6 separate regions of the Mus musculus genome follow, and regions 1, 2, 3, 5 and 6 are each linked to region 4. The links are chromatin contacts, called in public promoter capture Hi-C maps. All regions are on one chromosome and are shown on one strand. The core of a region is the stretch at or near the end of the contact, and the rest is flanking DNA. Distances in the headings are between cores, read along the strand shown.

Evidence for each region. Promoter capture Hi-C pulls out the DNA fragments that hold promoters and counts their contacts.
Region 1: a contact with region 4 is called in a promoter capture Hi-C map of stem cell-derived epiblast-like cells, with 4 times the contacts expected there. The contact joins the promoter of Sec11a here to the promoter of 2900076A07Rik in region 4. A contact is called at or near these places in 10 of 39 promoter capture datasets (the 3T3-L1 cell line, 3T3-L1-derived adipocytes, cranial neural crest and 5 more).
Region 2: a promoter capture Hi-C map of hippocampal neurons shows a contact between it and region 4, with 3 times the contacts expected there. The contact joins the promoter of Crtc3 here to the promoter of 2900076A07Rik in region 4. A contact is called at or near these places in 3 of 39 promoter capture datasets (hippocampal neurons, liver and pre-B cells).
Region 3: a promoter capture Hi-C map of pre-B cells shows a contact between it and region 4, with 5 times the contacts expected there. The contact joins the promoter of Blm here to the promoter of 2900076A07Rik in region 4. A contact is called at or near these places in 3 of 39 promoter capture datasets (liver and pre-B cells).
Region 5: a promoter capture Hi-C map of hippocampal neurons shows a contact between it and region 4, with 2.5 times the contacts expected there. The contact joins the promoter of Zfp592 here to the promoter of 2900076A07Rik in region 4. A contact is called at or near these places in 1 of 39 promoter capture datasets (hippocampal neurons), 1 of 115 datasets of contacts at active chromatin or transcription factors (embryonic midbrain) and 1 of 9 other capture datasets (pancreatic islet).
Region 6: a promoter capture Hi-C map of pre-B cells shows a contact between it and region 4, with 2.2 times the contacts expected there. The contact joins the promoter of Sh3gl3 here to the promoter of 2900076A07Rik in region 4. A contact is called at or near these places in 3 of 39 promoter capture datasets (the 3T3-L1 cell line, hippocampal neurons and pre-B cells), 1 of 115 datasets of contacts at active chromatin or transcription factors (astrocytes) and 2 of 9 other capture datasets (adipose tissue and liver).

The regions. Positions count from the first base shown.
Region 1 is chr7:80,946,211-80,949,032 of GRCm38.p6, forward strand. It overlaps Sec11a (SEC11 homolog A, signal peptidase complex subunit), which reads right to left and starts at 1,340. Exons shown (of 6, transcript NM_019951.1): 1 at 1,192-1,340. The coding sequence starts at 1,242.
Region 2 is chr7:80,687,434-80,690,231 of GRCm38.p6, forward strand. It overlaps Crtc3 (CREB regulated transcription coactivator 3), which reads right to left and starts at 1,444. Exons shown (of 15, transcript NM_173863.2): 1 at 1,174-1,444. The coding sequence starts at 1,305.
Region 3 is chr7:80,533,678-80,536,377 of GRCm38.p6, forward strand. It overlaps Blm (Bloom syndrome, RecQ like helicase), which reads right to left and starts at 1,442. Exons shown (of 22, transcript NM_001042527.2): 1 at 1,366-1,442.
Region 4 is chr7:81,522,069-81,524,888 of GRCm38.p6, forward strand. 2900076A07Rik (RIKEN cDNA 2900076A07 gene) reads left to right here and starts at 1,482. Exons shown (of 4, transcript NR_160675.1): 1 at 1,482-1,608.
Region 5 is chr7:80,992,270-80,994,969 of GRCm38.p6, forward strand. Zfp592 (zinc finger protein 592) reads left to right here and starts at 1,415. Exons shown (of 10, transcript NM_178707.4): 1 at 1,415-1,493.
Region 6 is chr7:82,173,538-82,176,237 of GRCm38.p6, forward strand. Sh3gl3 (SH3-domain GRB2-like 3) reads left to right here and starts at 1,259. Exons shown (of 9, transcript NM_017400.7): 1 at 1,259-1,482. The coding sequence starts at 1,438.

The DNA.
Region 1 (2,822 bases), core at 90-2,589, 580 kb before region 4:
TTAAAAAAGAAAATACGGTTATTTACCCTGACTCAAGATGCGAAGGCAGGAGTCCAGCTCAAAGCCAGCTTGGGCTACACGGTGAGTTCCAGGCAACAGGGCAGAGTCATACCAGCCAGTGATGCCATGTTGTGACATATATCTATAAATCTACCTCTCATGAGGCTGAGGCAGGAGGACTACATAGCAAGACTCTGTCTCGAAATAAAGTAATAAAAATAAGGTCTTTCAAAACTAGAAGCGCGGTTCTGGTAGCCTGTGATGAATGCAAGGCCCTGGTATTGATCCCCATCACCGAAATAGGAGTCCATACAGAAGACAGTTAAGTGACAGCTACTCCTTAAAGCTGTTCTGACTGGAATGTCTCACAATTTTGTATGTATGTCTAAGAAGAGACGGACCTACTTTTCTATGTAATAATTATAAACAGGGCAAAACAAAGTCCTGTTCCAAAATAAACCAAATCTTTAAATGAGACAATTCTTAATACCAAAATACGAGGGGGGTAGGGAGGCAGGGAAAAGGTCAATTGCTACCAGAACATTCGGTTCAGGAGACAAAAAGGTGACCGTGTTCTCAGTACCTTCTAACACATGAGCTAGAAGACAGCAAGACTGAAGGATAAAATCTGATTTAAGTTTCAAGATTTCTGTTCCACTGACATCTATCATCAAAGATTCAGTGGACTGTCACCTTTCTGCCAAGGAAACTGGCACACAAGTGGTATAACAGATTCAACTCCGAGCTTAGAGTGACCCTAGTTAAAATGGATGAAGCTCACTGAGGTCTAGCTGGGCTGAAAGGTGGCTACACAATGAAAGCAACACAACGGCTCCTGTGGGACCTGTAATGGCTTTCCCCAGAGCCCCACCAGAAACGGTTAAGTCTGCCGCTTTACAGTGTCCCAAACTCCCACTTACAAAGCGCCCTATAGTTTTCACTTACTCCCCTGCCTCCTCGGGGGGAAGGGATCGCAAAGGTTCTCTCCTTCCCTCTCGGTCCCCCGAATCTGGTGCTATGAATGGGGGCAAAGAGGTCTTGGCTACCTACAGTCTGCAAAGAAAGAAATGATCCATACAGGCAACCGACCCACGCAGGCCCTCAATCCCGCCCAGAGATCCGCGGGGCGCCCCGCAACGGCAAAGAGACCAGAGGAACCCTGGCAGAGAGAGAGAGGGCGGCCCGTCTCACCTGCCTCTTGTTCATCCGCCGCACATCGTCTAGAAAGTCTAGAGACAGCATGGTGAGATGGAGAGCGCGACAACTAGCAGCCAAGAGGGCGCGATAGAACCACCAAGAGGGACCGCTGCAACACGGGCCGGGCTCACCGTGGACAGAACCCCCTGATGCCTGCACTTCCGCTTCCGGGGCGGGAGCAGGCGAAGCTCCTCCCTTCTGAGCAGAGAATGGACAAAGAATGACTTGTGAGCCCCCTAGAACAGCCCAGGGCCTGGCCTTGTCAAAAAAGGACCGTAGCCTTCTCCGGCCGAGAACCGGCTGAAGGCTGCTTTCTGTGCTCAGCCCGCGCGGCGGCTCCCGAAGACAGTGACCCTAGGTTAGCTAAGCCCACAGCGTGCGGAAGGCGGGCCCTTGGACAGGCCTGGCCAATCGGAAGCCGAGTCTGCGCCAGCGCGAAGTCGGTGTCTTCCTGCGTGCTGCTGGGGCACGGGTGTGGCTCGGGACGTGGTGCCTTGCTGTTTGTTCTCAGGTGGAGCACGCTGCGGTTCGCTACCGGAAGCTGTGTGTGTCTTTTAAAGCATTGTATACACACACACACACACACACACACACACACACACACACACACACACACGCCAATTGATCACAAGATGCCTTAGTGTCATGAGGGCACTGGTGGTGCAGGTGGCCAGGAAGACCCGTCTCAGTTTTGACCTTTACCAACAGTGATTTGCTTTGTCTCCTGACACTTGGATGTGAGCCATTTATTTGACCCGCAAATTTTCACAGGGGCGGGGATTAGAAGTGACATCATTGCCATGGGGTTTCTTTTGGTGGGTGATAGATGTACAACTCCATGTATATACTAAAACCATTGAATTGTGCGCCTTAGTGGACTGTATGGTATGTGAATTATAGCACAATAAAGTAGGTGTGAGAATGGAAAGGAAACCGCTGATGTCTTGTTCACTGTTAAATTCCCAGTGGTGGCCGCACAGCTGGCATGTATAAGGCACAAAATCAGTACTTGAATTTAAAGAGAGGAAAGAGAGAAAGACTATCTTCAACTATTAGTAGAAACCTTACATTTACTGAGATGGGATAGGAAATGTTTAGAATTTCCAAGTTAGAAAGTTTTATAAAAGAAAATACATAGAAACCCCCATGGGGTGCCCCATAGGTATCCCAGCTTCCGTGACAGTACCAGATATGTGTATCAGAATGACTTCTTCATTAATAACTGTTGATGTGGTTCTCGATCTAAATTCTGGCTAGTAGAAACCTTCACATAAGCTTGTCAGTGTTAAATTCAACCTAAGTTCAAATTAAGTGGGAATGAGCTTTGACCCTGTATTTTGTGCCTTGAAGAGCCCCAAGAGCAGCTCAAAATCCTGTGGGTCCAAAAAAGGTGAATAAGCTATTTAGTTGGGAAGCTTTAAAAGCATCTCGTACAAGTGGGTGATGGGGGGAAGACAGGTAGATCTCTGCAAGTTCGAGGCCAGCCTGGTCTAAATAGTGAATTCCAGGACAGCCAGAGATTCATAATAGAGAGATGCTACCAAAAAAAAAAAAAAAAAAAAAAAAAGCTGGGCATAGTAGCATAGATTTGTAATGTCAGTGCTGGGAGGCAGAGACAGACAGAT
Region 2 (2,798 bases), core at 194-2,693, 830 kb before region 4:
ACTGATGAGTGGTCTCGGTGTAGGGGGCTGTAACAGTGAGCCGTGTAAAGTGTATTATAGCAAGAAAGAGTTCACACTCCACTTGAGGGAAGTAACACTCAAGATTGTTTCCAAGTCTCTTAATTTTAAAGTAAGTCCGTTTAGTTTATGCTATACATTTATGTTAGTTTAGTTTATGTTAAATTTATGTTAAAAGAAAAAACTCCCAATTTAAACCCTAGCAACAGATTTTAGTTTTCTTGTTTTTGTTTTTCAATCCCAAACACTATGGTGGCCAAAATAGAATACGCTTGCACCTTGGGAAGCAGGGAAACAACCAGCTTGCAATCTGCTCACACGTCTGCTTCCAGCTGTCCACCCCCAGCATCTTCCTAGCCTCCCCCATCTGACAATGTGCCTTCAAGGCCAGCACTCAGAATCCTCAAGGCTGCCCACTCACGTTGACCCTCTGCAGTCTACACAGACACTCCTGCCGTCTCCATCCCCTGCCGTCCGCTCCAGTTGTCTAGCCTCCCAGGTGTTTGTTCCGACTCGCTCTTACTCATTCCTCTGGGTCCCTCCGCAGTCACCATCTGCGCTAGGCACCCTGTCAGTTCTCACTAAATATCTGATGCTGAGCAAATGCACCGGACCACGGAAAGCACCTCCAAGAGGCGAAGGAGGGAAAGCCACGGAATCTCAACGTGGTACCAAGGCCCCCTGCCACTCAGGGGCCAGCCGTCGATTCGCTTGTGCGTGCACCAAGTCTTCCCCTCGGGGAGGATGTGCGACCCTCCGGCCCCCGAGGCCTTCTACGCCGACAGTCAAGGGCTCGCTGGCCGTGGGTGTCCACGGAGAAGCCGCACCGCCCGAACCAGGCGTGCCTCGGTCCGGCCTCTGAGCTGCAGCTGCGTGCGATTTCCTCTCGGGGTCATCCTCCCGCTTAGGCCGCCCGGCCCCGCTGCCCGCCTCCCCGGGCTCGGCCGTTTCCAGCTCAACGCACCGAGGCCCGTCCACCGAGATAGCAAGCCGCATTCGGTGTCGCCAGGCCGGCCAGAGCCGAGGCCGCGGCCGCCCCGGCCCCACTCCCCACCCGCGGCCCCCGCCCGGCTCCGCCGCCGCCGCCTCGGCCCGGCGACCTCTTCCCCGCCGCGCGGACCCGCCCGCACCGCTCGCGCCGGCCCCGGAGCTCACCCGGGACAGGGTGAGGTCGGTCATGAGCTGCTCGAAGGCCCGCGTCTCCTCGGCCTGCCGCTGCGTGTGCAGGGCGATCTTCTCACTGAACTTCCGCGGGTTGGCGCTGCCCGAACCGGGCGAGGCGGCCATGGCGCGCGCCCGGCGCTAGCGGGCTAGGCACACGGCAGGCGCGGGGTTCCGCTGCTCGGCCCACCCGGTCTGTCCGCAGGCCGCCCAAGCCGCCGCCCGAAACCTGTCCTCCGGCGCGACCCGGCAGAGGAGCCGCCGCGGCCCCAGAGCCAGCGAGCGGCCGGGAGCGCGCCGAGGTCCGCCCCCGCGCGGCGGCTCCGCCCTCGGCGCGGCCCGCCCGGCCTCCGGGCCCCGAAGCCCGGCCTCCCAGCCGGGGAGCTCGACCTCCGGCGAGCCGACCGAGGGCTGAGCCCACGGTCCCCAGCCTGCTTCGGGACTTCTCACACCTATATCACGTCTGTAAAGTTAAGCTGCACCAATGTGTGAGAGCCGCTGGGTACCACTGCCCAGTGTGGATGTGTACATATGTATATGTGCATGCAGGCACCCACGGAGATCACACTAATCTAGGAACCAAACACGGGTCTTTGCCTCTGTAAGAGCTGTTTGTACTCTTAACTGAGCCATCTCTCCCATCCGTTCAACTTCGCTGGTAAAACAGCAAGTGGCCTCGTCAGGCTTCCCCCTTTTTAGCCCAGAAGCTGCTTCCAACATAATTGTACACCAAGATGTCCTGGAGAGTGTTGAGCATGACTGTGTTCTGTGAATTAGGACGTATTAGCGACATGAGGAGAAATACGGAAAATAACAACAACGCCCACGCACCTCATGATTAAACCATCAAAACATTTTTGCAGAGCCTGGGGACGGTGTTCAGCTGTAGAGCGCTTGTGTGACAAGCCCTAGGCCTTGGGTTTGATTCCAACACTGCAAATAAAATTTAAAAGGCATTTTGGGGCCAGCTAAATGACTCATGTGGAAGGAGATAACTGACTCCTGAGACTTGTCCTTTGGCCTCCACACTCAGGCTGTAGCAAGCACATACCTAGACACACATACACAATAAGACTTTTTAAAAATCGTTTTGCTTCATATGCTTGGAGTTTATTTAAAAAAAAAAAAAAAAGAACCCCACCTCATTCTTTGTCTCCATAAAAAGTAACTATGTTGGTAGTGATGTCTAACACTACTGTTCATTTTTTCAAAATTAACATATACTTATTATTCTGTTCTTCCTTTTATTGTGTATGATTTATTAATCCAGTTACTCTATGTGGGATAGGAAGTTTTATGTTTAAAATTTATACAAAAATGAGGCTGGGCATTATGGCAAGTGCCTGTAATCCTAGCAGTCAGGAGTTAGAGGCAGCAGGATCAGTAGTTCAAGGTCCTCCTTGGCTACATAATGAGAAGAAAGCCAGTCCAGACTGTATGATGACCTTGTCTCAAAAACAAAACCAAAAAGAATTTATAGACATGATGTGCAACTTTTGTATTTCCTGCAACTGTTTTTATATGTGTTGGTTTTTTACATTCATTCATTATTCATTTTGTGTGTGTGTGTGTGTGTGTGTGTGTGTACTCACATCCGCCAATAACTCAGGTTGGTGGCA
Region 3 (2,700 bases), core at 192-2,691, 990 kb before region 4:
TGCATCTATAATGCCAGTCCTGGGAGGCTTGCTAGTTTAATCAGTAAGTTCCAGGTTCAGTGAGACTGCCCCAAACACTAAGATGGAAGACAACTGCAGAAGGTACCTCTGGTCTTCTTGCACATTAACACACACACACAAACATGGACAAGAACATACTCCTATCTCCATTCCTGACAAAAGGTAAAAATTTAGAAAATAGAGCATGTCCCTCAACCAAGTTTAAGATGCTACATTCTGTCCAGCAGTGGCAGCCATTGCCTTTAATTCCAGCACTCAGGAGGGAAAGGCAGTGGAATCAGGGTTCGAGGCCAGCCTGGTCTACAGTGGGCTACACAGAGAAATCTGTGAGTCTCTTTTGCAGAAGTACATATTTCACAGTATATACACTTTAAATAACAGGGATGGTGACATGGGTCTGTAACTCAAGCACTTGAGAGGTTGAGGCTGAAAAGATCATGGAGTCCAAAGTCACCCTCAGCTCTACAAGTTTGAGGCCAGACGGGACTACAAGATCCAAAACAAACAAACTGGTACTAAATCCCTATCTTGGGAACCTAAAAATCCCACTTCATCCAAGCAAAGTTAAAGTGACATCCAAACAGAATAGCAGTCAGGCTAACAAAATGTTGACTCAAGCCGGTGTGACGTCAACTCAGCACTGGATGGCTGAGACGGTGTGACGTCAACTCAGCACTGGATGGCTGAGACAAGTTCCTTCCAAGCTCAATTAAATGTATTACTCCCCAGGCGTCTGCCTCTCTCCTTCTCCTCCATCTTGTCATCTCTCGATCAGTCTTTCCCACCCCTACCCCTTGCTGAGGTAGGAGAGCTGTGTATTTAAAGGCGACACCGGAAGATGGCAGGTTCATCTCAGTCACCCTCACCCGGTAACCTATGACAGTTAAGAGGGACTGGGAGGAAGCCTGGGGCAGTGAGATAGGCTTCAGAGCTGGGCAGGTCCTATTCAAACCTCATCTGGCATCCAAGCCCGCGCGCCCTTTCGGCAAACGAGGTCTGAGCTCCTGCTTCTCCGATTAAAAACAGGGCACCTCCACCTCTTCTGGCGTCTCGAAAGCATGCATTGCTACGAGGGGTCGTTGCAGCACTACACAAACTACGGGAAGCAGATGAGCTAATTTCTCGCGTATGACAATCAAGGCCTTAAGGAAAGTGTGGACAGTGAGACTCGAGCCTCGGCCGCCTGACATGGCCTTTTCTGGGTCACCAGGTCTCTACTCCGGTCTGGGCTTCTCGCCACAAGCGAGGCTCGGAGAACCTGGGACGGATGACTGGTGAAATGGCCAAGGCCTCGGGCTCTGTTAGTCGGCGGAGCCACCGCAACCCAGCGCGCGCCGAACTCACCTCACTCAGGCTTACGTCGCGCCGGGCGGAACCACCATCCAAACTCCGCGCGCCGACACGGCCCTCCTGCGCCCCGCGCCGCACGCTCTGCGCGGCAAGAAGGATGATTCTGATTGGGTAATCCCTGAAGGATCTAACCAATACCGTGGCCTCTGGCTCCTGGCCCCGCCCCTAGAGCTGCTGGGGCGGTATCCCCCGAGCACGTACTACTAAAGCCCAATCCGAATGCAGCTGACCGGTCAGGTGATTATGGCAAACTACCTGGCTTCCGGCGTAGTAAGGCTTTGTTTTGTTTTTTGTTTTTTGTTTTCCTAGTGTAGGGAAAGGCGCCTGAAGCCCAGTCTGTGGCATGGTAGAGATTTTGTGATGTTTGAAGACAGCCGAGGCTTGCTAGTTCCGGTAAATCAGGCGAAGCGTCTGTGGGCCTCTTCTTTTGGATCTCACCCTCTATTCTTGTGAAACTTCGGCGGTTCTTCCACTGCTGACTGTCATTAATCGGTCGCAAGCTCAGATACTTCAGCTGGCATGCAGATGCCGAGGGTGAAGCTTCAGTTCTAGTGGGTAGCTTCCACCATGAATGCAGCCCGGTGATGCCTGATCTTCTATTTTTGTAACTTTTAGTTTTTTTGAGACCGGACCTTACATAGCCCAGGTTGGCCTCAAACCTCCACCAAATTGTGTAGGAGAAGCTGACCTTGAACTCCCGATCCACCTACTTACACTTCCCAAATACTAGGATTACATATTCCACCAAAGTGGGCTCTTGTTAATTTTTTTCTCTTCCAACCCTGTCATCTGTCCTTACCCTCTTTTTATTTTATTTATTTATTTATTTATTTATTTATTTATTTTGGTTTTTTGAGACAGGGTTTCTCTGTATAGCCTTGGCTGTCCTGGAACTCACTCTGTAGACCAGGCTGGCCTCCAACTCAGAAATCCACCTGCCTCTGCCTCCCAAGTGCTGGGATCAAAGGCGTATGCCACCACTGCCGGACCCTTTCCCTCTTTTAAGGAGTAAATTCAAACTGTTACAACAATATGGAAAACAGTACAAAGGATTTGAAAGATACTAAAAGTTACCTCATGACCCAGAAACATCTCCTCTGACATATACCCAAAGAAAATTAATAAATAACTTCCTAAAGCTATCAGCTTTCCCTTGTTCATTGCTGCATAATCCACAATAGCCAAGATATGAAAATAAGCTGTCAGGAGAAAGACGGGAAATGCACATCAGAATAGTAATTAGCCTGGTAAAAAGAACCAGATCTTTCCATTTAGGGACATTATGCTAAGTGAAATAAGCCAGACACAGTAAATTATTATTGCATGATC
Region 4 (2,820 bases), core at 232-2,731:
ATCCATGACAGCAAATCAGGCAAGTAAAGTATGTGCAACTTGATGCCCTGTACCAGGCAAAGGAGCCAGTGTGTGCCTGTGCCCAGTGTGTGCCTATGCCCAGTGTGTGCCTATGCCCGTGTGTACCTATGCCAGGGTGAGAAAAGCACAGGCCAAGCCTAGAAAGTGAGTGTAATGGTCTCACTCTGTAGCCCTGGCTCTCTGTCCGTCCTTCCTTCCTTCCTCCTCCTTCTCCTTTCTGCTTCTCACTGTATAGCTCTGGCTGGCTTGGAACTCTCCACGTAGACCAGTCTGGTGTTGAACCCTGAAGGCTGGTATTAAAGTAGTGTGCTACCATGCCCAGAAAAGTTACATCTTAAATGAGTAAGAGAAATGAAGTAGATTTGGCTCAAGCTGATAAACAAGGTAACATTTTTGCTCCTGATTTTGTATATTAAATCCAAAAGCCTTGTATGTTTGGACTGCATGTAAGGTCCTTTCATTACACCTATGTTTCTTATTTTGTTCTTTTTGCTTCAAATTCTGACCTCAAACTCGCAGCATCCAAATGAACTCTGAACTCATTGTTCTAAACCTGCTTACTTTTAGTTTACTTTAGCATTTGGTTTGCACATTCCTGGAGAACTCTGGCAGCTTACTAGGGTGCTCAGTAATTGCCGCCCCTGAAATCTTAAGTCTTTTCTGCAGCCTCACAATGTGAACTGGAATAAGCTGGGCTTTTTAATCCAACAGGATGGATGTCCTTGTAAAACACAGCAATAAGCAGAAATAAGGAGAACAAAGTTTGACAACAGAGTAGGGCCATGCTGCCTCAAGTCAAAGCACACACAGGATTTTTAGCGATCACCAGAAACTAAGTAAGGCAAAGATATCATATTCAAAATGACAGAGGAAGCCTACCTCTACCAAGGCGCAAATGTCAAATGTCTTTTGTTTTAGTCTCTCAACATTTGAGGTCTATCCTCAGGAAATTTATCCAAAAGTGATTTTACTTATCTTCCTAGACCCATGATCAAGGCTAGGAAGCTCTTGGTCCTTTCCTGGATGAATATGCATGGGCTTGCAACCAGGGGGAGTCAAGAGAGCGACTGAGTAAAGGTTACTGAGGTGCAGTGCACGCTTTGCTCTCTATAAGCAGGGTGGCAAGAATGAAGAACACTGAGAAGCTTAACAGCCAGGGCTGGGTAGCACAAGAACGCAGAGGAGTGTCGCAGGGGCGGGACGGCGTACTTCAGTCCCCAGGATGCCGCCTGCCAGGGGAGCAGAGAATAGCATACTCAAAACAATGCGGCAGCTCTCCACACCCACCCAGGAGCTACAAGCCGGCCCCCGAGTCTCCCACGATCCAGACGCCACGCAGCTAGACGCTAAGCAGCAGAGGACTCGCTCTGAGCATGCGCACTGGGAAGAGCCAAGCCCAGCCGCGCCGCGCGGTGCCTGACGTGGAACTTCCTCCCTACGGCTAAGAAGCCGGAAGTGGACTCATTTTCCACCGGAAGGAGGGAGAAATTATGACCGAGAGCCTGACACCTGATGCTAGCGGCTTTTGTCTCGCCAAGTTGACCCAGTATTTGGCCACCTTGTGCGGCGGGTGACTATGGTGTCCAGGTAAGTGGCTGACGTGGCAGGCGTCCCAGGAATGGGAGAAGAGATGGGTAAGCTGCCCGGCTATCGATCTTCCTTCTCTGTGTTTGTTTTTTCTCCATCTTTTTCAAAGAGGGTTGCTAGCCCACGGAATGGTGGGTAGATATGGAAGGAGAAATACGCGGTCACACAGACTGAAGTTAAATTAAGCACACACACATACGTACGTACATACATGCACACATACAAACACATATTCACATGCACAGAGCTGTTGAATATTGGCTCTGTAAATCCAGGCATTCCGAATCGATGACTCTTGCCTGAGGGAGGAATCACCTGTTGCAGTAATTTTAGCGCCCGTGAGCACATGCACACGCAGTGGGTGATTTTTAAGTTTCTTGAATGTGTCAGCAAAGGCATTTAATGTTAGAAAAGGGCAGCAAGGAGGCGGTGGAAAGTTGCATGGTTTGTTGAGGACAGATTCTAAAATCCCATAGAATTCTTGTACAAAGGAGTTTTTATATTGCTTTCTGATGGTGTGCGTGGATGGGTAGGAGGTTGGAAAATTGAAGGAGTGAAGACAGTAGTGAGGTGCACTTAGATACTAGCCTGATGGCTTAGTAGTTAAGAGCATTTGTGGCACTTCCAGAGGCTCTGAGTTTGGTTCCCAGCACCTATATCAAATCACTTGTACCTCAGGACCCAAGGAGTCCAACACACTATTCTGGCCTCCTTGAGCACCACACACATATGTCATTCACTCACAAAGACACGAACATACATATATATAAAGCTTAGATAAGGTGTGAGTCCACCAAAGGAAAGTCATTCGTCAGCCATCAACATGTTTGACCCTGTAGATCAGTGGGTCACAACCGTGGGTCACAACCCCTTTGGGATCAAATGACCCTTTCACCTAAGGGGTCACCTAAGACCACTGGAAATACAGACATTACATTACAATTCAAAACAGTAGCAAAATTACAGTTATGAAGTAGCAACAAAAATAATTGTATGTTGGGGTCACCACAACATGAGGGTATTAAAGTCACAGCATTGGGAAGGTTGAGAAGTGCTGCTCTCGATGGAGATGAGTTTGCCGTGTCTGCCGTTCCCGGTGTACTGTGTAGCAACAGAAGGCAAACATGGGAATCTTCCTTACCTATTGCCTGTTATTGCATAGAAAACCCTGGGGGTCTTAAGCAAGATCTGAGCTCCCCCTAGAAAGCTTGT
Region 5 (2,700 bases), core at 165-2,664, 530 kb before region 4:
TCAATGTGTAACCCCAGCTGCTCTTGAACTCAAAATCATCTTGCCTCATTCTCCCAAGAGCTGGGATTACACACATGCACTACCGCACGGGACAAATATTTCTATCTTTATTCATCTTTCGAATCTTGTTGGACAACACGCCTTTTCCTTGGACTTCCTCTTCCCCATTTCCCATCTTTCTGGGATATAAACTATAAATGACTCTGTCTTTGGCTCCTTGAGCTCTCGCTCTCTCTCAAACTGGAACAAATGAAACAAACCTTTCTTTTTACTCCTTCTTAAGATGGAGGCTAGTTTTCCCTTCCTCTCCCTGCCAAACTTCTGGAAAGAATAATTTCTCGTAACTGCCTTCACTCCTTCATCACTACCGCACTCCTCATGCAGGTGTTGGGTTCTGTCGGGTCCTGGCACACAGCAGACTCAGCTGAATGTCAGCTCTGGCCCTTTTGCCAAGTGTGGGCTTTTTCCTGGTTTCTTCGGGAGGAATTTGCTCATGCTTAGCAATCCTGCCTGGCACCAGAACTGGCCTGCCAGTTCCCACCGTCCGACCCTGCTGCCTTACTATCGCGTCCCCAAGGGACTCCAGGTTCTTGGAAAGTCCTGCGGGTCAACTTGGTAATTTTTTTGTCGGCCGCCTCTCCGAGTTCTTGCCCTGGAGTCACAGCCTCCCTGGTGAGCCTGCGAATTGCCAGTCCACCCTGAGAGGTTATCAGCTCCCTCCACCCCAACCCCTCCACCTCCATTCCACTCTCCGAGCGTCCCTTGGCTCCCCCAGAGGTAACACGTCTGAGCGCCCCGCGCCCGCAAGCATGTCCTTCCATCCTGCGACGAGTAGCCATTTAAGGCGCACCTGAGTGCCCAGGCCCACTGCCCTCCTGCTTCCTTTCACTTAGCAGTGCTGCCTAGGCCCGACTCGCCCAGCTCTCCGCGAAGACGACTTCTTCCGAGCTCTTGAGGCGCTCGGCGTCCGGTCGGCCCATAGCCGCGAAGGTACAACGCGTCCCTCCGGCAGGCGGCCTGGGCCGCACCGAGGCCTCAGAGGCGCGTCCGAGCTTCCCGGGCCCAGGTGGCCGGGAGAGGCCGCGCCAAGGGCGGCGGGAGCCAGCCCAGGTCGGAGTCCCGGTCCTGCCTGCGCCGTCCTCGCCCCGCCCCTCCCCGGAGTCAGCGTAGCCAGGGTCGCACCAGCCTGAGGCGGGAGGGAGGCGGAAGGCGCGGGGCCGGGCCAGGCCAGGCCGGGCCGGGCCGGGCCGGGGCAGCTCTATAGCCGCACCGCCCTGGCCGGTGCCCAGGCCCGAGTCGCCTTCCGCCCGCCCTTCCCACCCGCGGCCTCAGCCAGGTCCCGCCGCCAGCCCGGCTCCCGCCCCCGCTCCGCCCCCGGAGCCGCAGCCCCGCCCGCCACCGCCGTCGCCATGTTGTGGCTCCCGCAGCCGGCGCTGGGGACGCGCGCGGCCGAGCCCGGGGCCTGTCGCTGCCGCCGCCGCCGCCGCCGCCAGGTAAGCGCCCCCCGCCGCCTGGACGGGGCGAGGCCACCATCCGGGCCGCTCCAGCTCGGGCAGGGGAGTCTGAGAGGAGCGGGCTCTGCCCGCGCCGCGGCCCGGCCCTGCAGCCTGGTGGACCCTGCCCGCCGCCCCAGGCGGCAGCCACTTCCCCCGATCGCCGCCAGGCGGGCCCTGGCCACCACCCTACCCCGCCCCCGGCCCGGACCCCTTCCGCCGCCGCCGCCCGCCGATCGGGGCGGCCCGGGCACTCCGCTGTCGTCCCGCGCGCGACAGGCGGCCGCCCGCCGAGCCCCCGGCCCAGGCAGGGATAACGGTGCACTTCACCAGGCTGGGACGCCCTGTCAGCTCCACGGTCCCCGCCGCGCGAGGACCTGGCGCCGTCACTGGGCAGACACTTAGAACATCGGCCCTCCTCGGCGCCCCTCAGTCTCCCCCTCAGCCTCGCCCAAGTTCTGACCCCGGGGGTTCCTTCTCCCGGGGCAGACAAGTCTTCCTCCTCCAGAGTTGGGGTGCTTAGGGGGGGGTGACCAGGCCTGTTGATCAGGCTTGAACTGATTTCTCTGCGGGGTCTCTTCCTGCCAACCGAGGGGCTAGTGGGGAAAGGCTCCGTGTGACCCGGGGAGGGGGAGGACAGGAGAGCGTCTGCTGGACAGATGGCCTCCTGGCCTTGAAGCAGCTTTTGTGAGGGGGAGGGGTCCGTATGACCTTAGGTATGCCTGCTCTTGAGAACCTAAGATTATTGGAGGTGGTCAGGTATTTTTTTTTTTTTTTAACTATTTTTACGAGCAGACCAGAGGTGACATTAAAAGTCCAGGGTTGAAACAACCTACAGGCCCACCCAGGGAGCATGCTTTGTAGCCAGGACAAGCCTAGATAGTTTCTGCTTTAGGAGAGTGGGATTCGGGTGGGTAAAATGGGTTTGGACCAGGGTTTGCCCGTGGCCTGTGCTCGTGTAGGAGCTAGAGTGTGATTGTGTCAGGTGTACACCGGCTGAGCACACAATGTGCTTGGCCTGATGGGTGCTGAGTGGGACTTCAGAAGTCTATTTGCTAAACTGACAGGTACATTACAGTGGGAAAGAGAAAGGAGCCTGGTGCTTTTTTTTTTTTTTTTTTTTTTTTGGACCATTTCTACAGCTCCACTGAAGATGGCTTTGGTTCATTACCCCTCCCCCCATCTCCACTTTTAACCAGGTTGGCCA
Region 6 (2,700 bases), core at 9-2,508, 650 kb after region 4:
TAGTGGGGATGGGATAGCAGAGGAGACTGGGCATTTTGCTGTGGTCACCACTGTCACACCACCTACCTCTGTCTGGTGTCAGTAAGCCCTTGGCTAACTAGGACAAAGAGTGTTGAGTCACATTTAGTAACCTTGTCCCACCACTCATGCTTGTTAAGATGGCCACATCTTCTCCCATATCAGAGGCAGGGCACTGTTGACACCACACTTTCCTAGTCATTGTGAGCAAACCTAGGCATAGAGAGCTGTAGGTGTTCACCCTGTCACACTAGGGTGAAGCTCTGAGGAGTCAGGCAGGCCTGGGAGGCAGGCGCTGAGGCTTCTGGAGACATGCCAGAGCCAAATAGAAGCCCGGATACAGGTGTGAACTGCAAGTGCTCAGGACGACAGGAGTGTTGATGATCCCAGACCCGGTGACGCCGGGAAGCGTCCACAGAATGTCATTTCTTTTAGGTAGAGACTGAAAGTTGCACAGTGTTCGTGTCGGTGTGAAGCATTGCTGAAATGGATTGAAGACATTAGGAGCCACGGGGCCTTTGAAAGGTCAGATTCAGGGAAAATAGTAGACGTGTTGGTGGCACACGAATTAATGCAAAGCTCCTTTTCTGTGACTGGGTTCTGTTCAGTGAGGACCTCTAGACCCCGTGGAAAGGATCTTGTATAAAGGACTCTCCTGGAGACCAGTCTGAACAATTCTCTGGTAAGTAGTGGAACGGAAGGTCCTGTTTTTGGTATGTTGTAGACTGGCTCTTGGTGTGCCTGGTAAGAAGAGGCTCAGCTCACATAACTCTCTCCCAGGGAGCCCCAAACCGCTCCGGCAGACTGGCTAAGAACACAAGTAACTTCTCACAAGCAGGTTTCTCCGTCTAACTACAGTTCCCGGTTCCTCTAGTGTTTCTTCTCTCCTTGAGAACACATCCCAGCGTCCCTTCCTCACAACACACGTCTATCTAAAGCTCTCAGGGATGGGGTTTGGGGAGGGGAGATCTTGCTACCAGTGAGTAAAACCAGGTTTTCCACCAAGTCCCTGAAGAGCAGAGAGACCTCGCGTCCAGAACAATCACAGAGCCAGCTGTATCCCAAGTCTTCCGAAAGAAGTCCTGAGAGGCTCTCCTTATCCCAGGGACATCCCACGGCCAGCCCTTCCACTGGTCCTCTTCTTGGCTCAAGAGCTCCTGGTCGCCACGCAACAATGAAGCGTGGGCGGTCCTAGAAGCTTCATTTGCATGCTGCCGAGGCTCGACCAATGGGCTGCGTTGGGGCCTCGAAACACGGTGTTGCTATCTGCGCGAGCGCCTGTGCCAGTGTGACAGCGCCGTGGCCGTGGCCGTGGCCGTGGGGCGCGCGGGGACCGCCCGGGGTGCCCGCTCCGCTCAGCGTCCGGGCCGCGTGGCCCGGCGGAGCCCCGAGACCACCCCCGGGCGGGGCGCCGCCGCGATGTCGGTGGCTGGGCTCAAGAAGCAGTTCCACAAAGCCAGCCAGGTAGGGAGGCGCGCGCGAGGGGTTTCTGGAGGCGGCGTCCCCAAGGGGTTGCGGGCCATGGACTCGGGGTCTTCATCGGCTTCCTTCGGACTGGGTTTCTGGTCGGCTAGGAGGGCGCGGGGGGCGAGTAGCGGTCGCGCGCTCTGGGCTGCGCGTGTTGGTGCCTCCTCCCCCGAGTCTCGGGTCTCCCGCTGCGCCCTGGCGGTTGTAAATCTGAGCAGTTCGGCTGGCAAGGGATCGGAGGTGGTGGGCTTGGGGATGTGCGCCCGGAGGAGAGCTTTTGGGACCAAGACCGTGGTAGGCCTCCCTCCTGCCCCGGAATCTCTCGTCTGTCCGTTGGGACCCCCACCCCCACCCCCCGCACCCAGGACGCTCTTCTTGCGCCCTGGCTGGGACCCGGCAGTCTCTGTTTTGGCTTTCCAGGGGTTGGGGCTCATCGCTGTGGTCCTTCCCTTGCCGGCCGTCTTCACTGGGTTGGTTCGAGGTTGGCACCAGGCTCCTGCTCTCTCAAAGAGACAGTGTGATGAGGAGACCCAAAACACACACGTAAACAAACCGAGCTAGACACGCCTCCGCGGAAGAGGATGGCAGGTGATTCAGTGGGGGCTTCATGGGAAGCTTCCAGGAGGTGAAGACAGGGCATTTGGGGATTAAGCTTGAGAAAGGATTGTGTCTATGGATTGTTATAGGAAAAGGAGGGCTTTCTGAGCAGAGGAATCTGGAAACAGGGACACAGGAAAGTGTGTGTGTGTGTGTGTCACAAGCAAATTTGCTTTCTAACACTATACTCTTCACCAATGGTAGAGCCTATGTTGTAAAACCTGTTCACCAGCACCTGCGGAATTGTTGCCCTGCCCTCATTTCTTTCCCAGCCTCAGTTTTGCTGAAACCCAGGTGGACTTCATTGCATCTTAAGTCCACGTCGGTGGCGATGTCCCACTCAGGCTTTTCCTTCATATCGATCTTGAGATTGCAGCTGGCCTTAGAAAAATCTTTTTTTTTTTTCTATTCCAGGCGGAAAGACACTGCTAGTCCCTAAGTCACAGCTGGTCCACAAGGAAGCTAAGTGATGGCTGTTCTCAGCAGGGGACATAGGGCAGACAGTGATGCTATTCAGGATGTTAGAAATCCTGGAGGAGAAATCCTGAAATGCTGGGTGAGAGCAGAGATGGTGGATTCGTTGTTGTTTCTATAGTACTTACAAAAGTCTGTGGGATA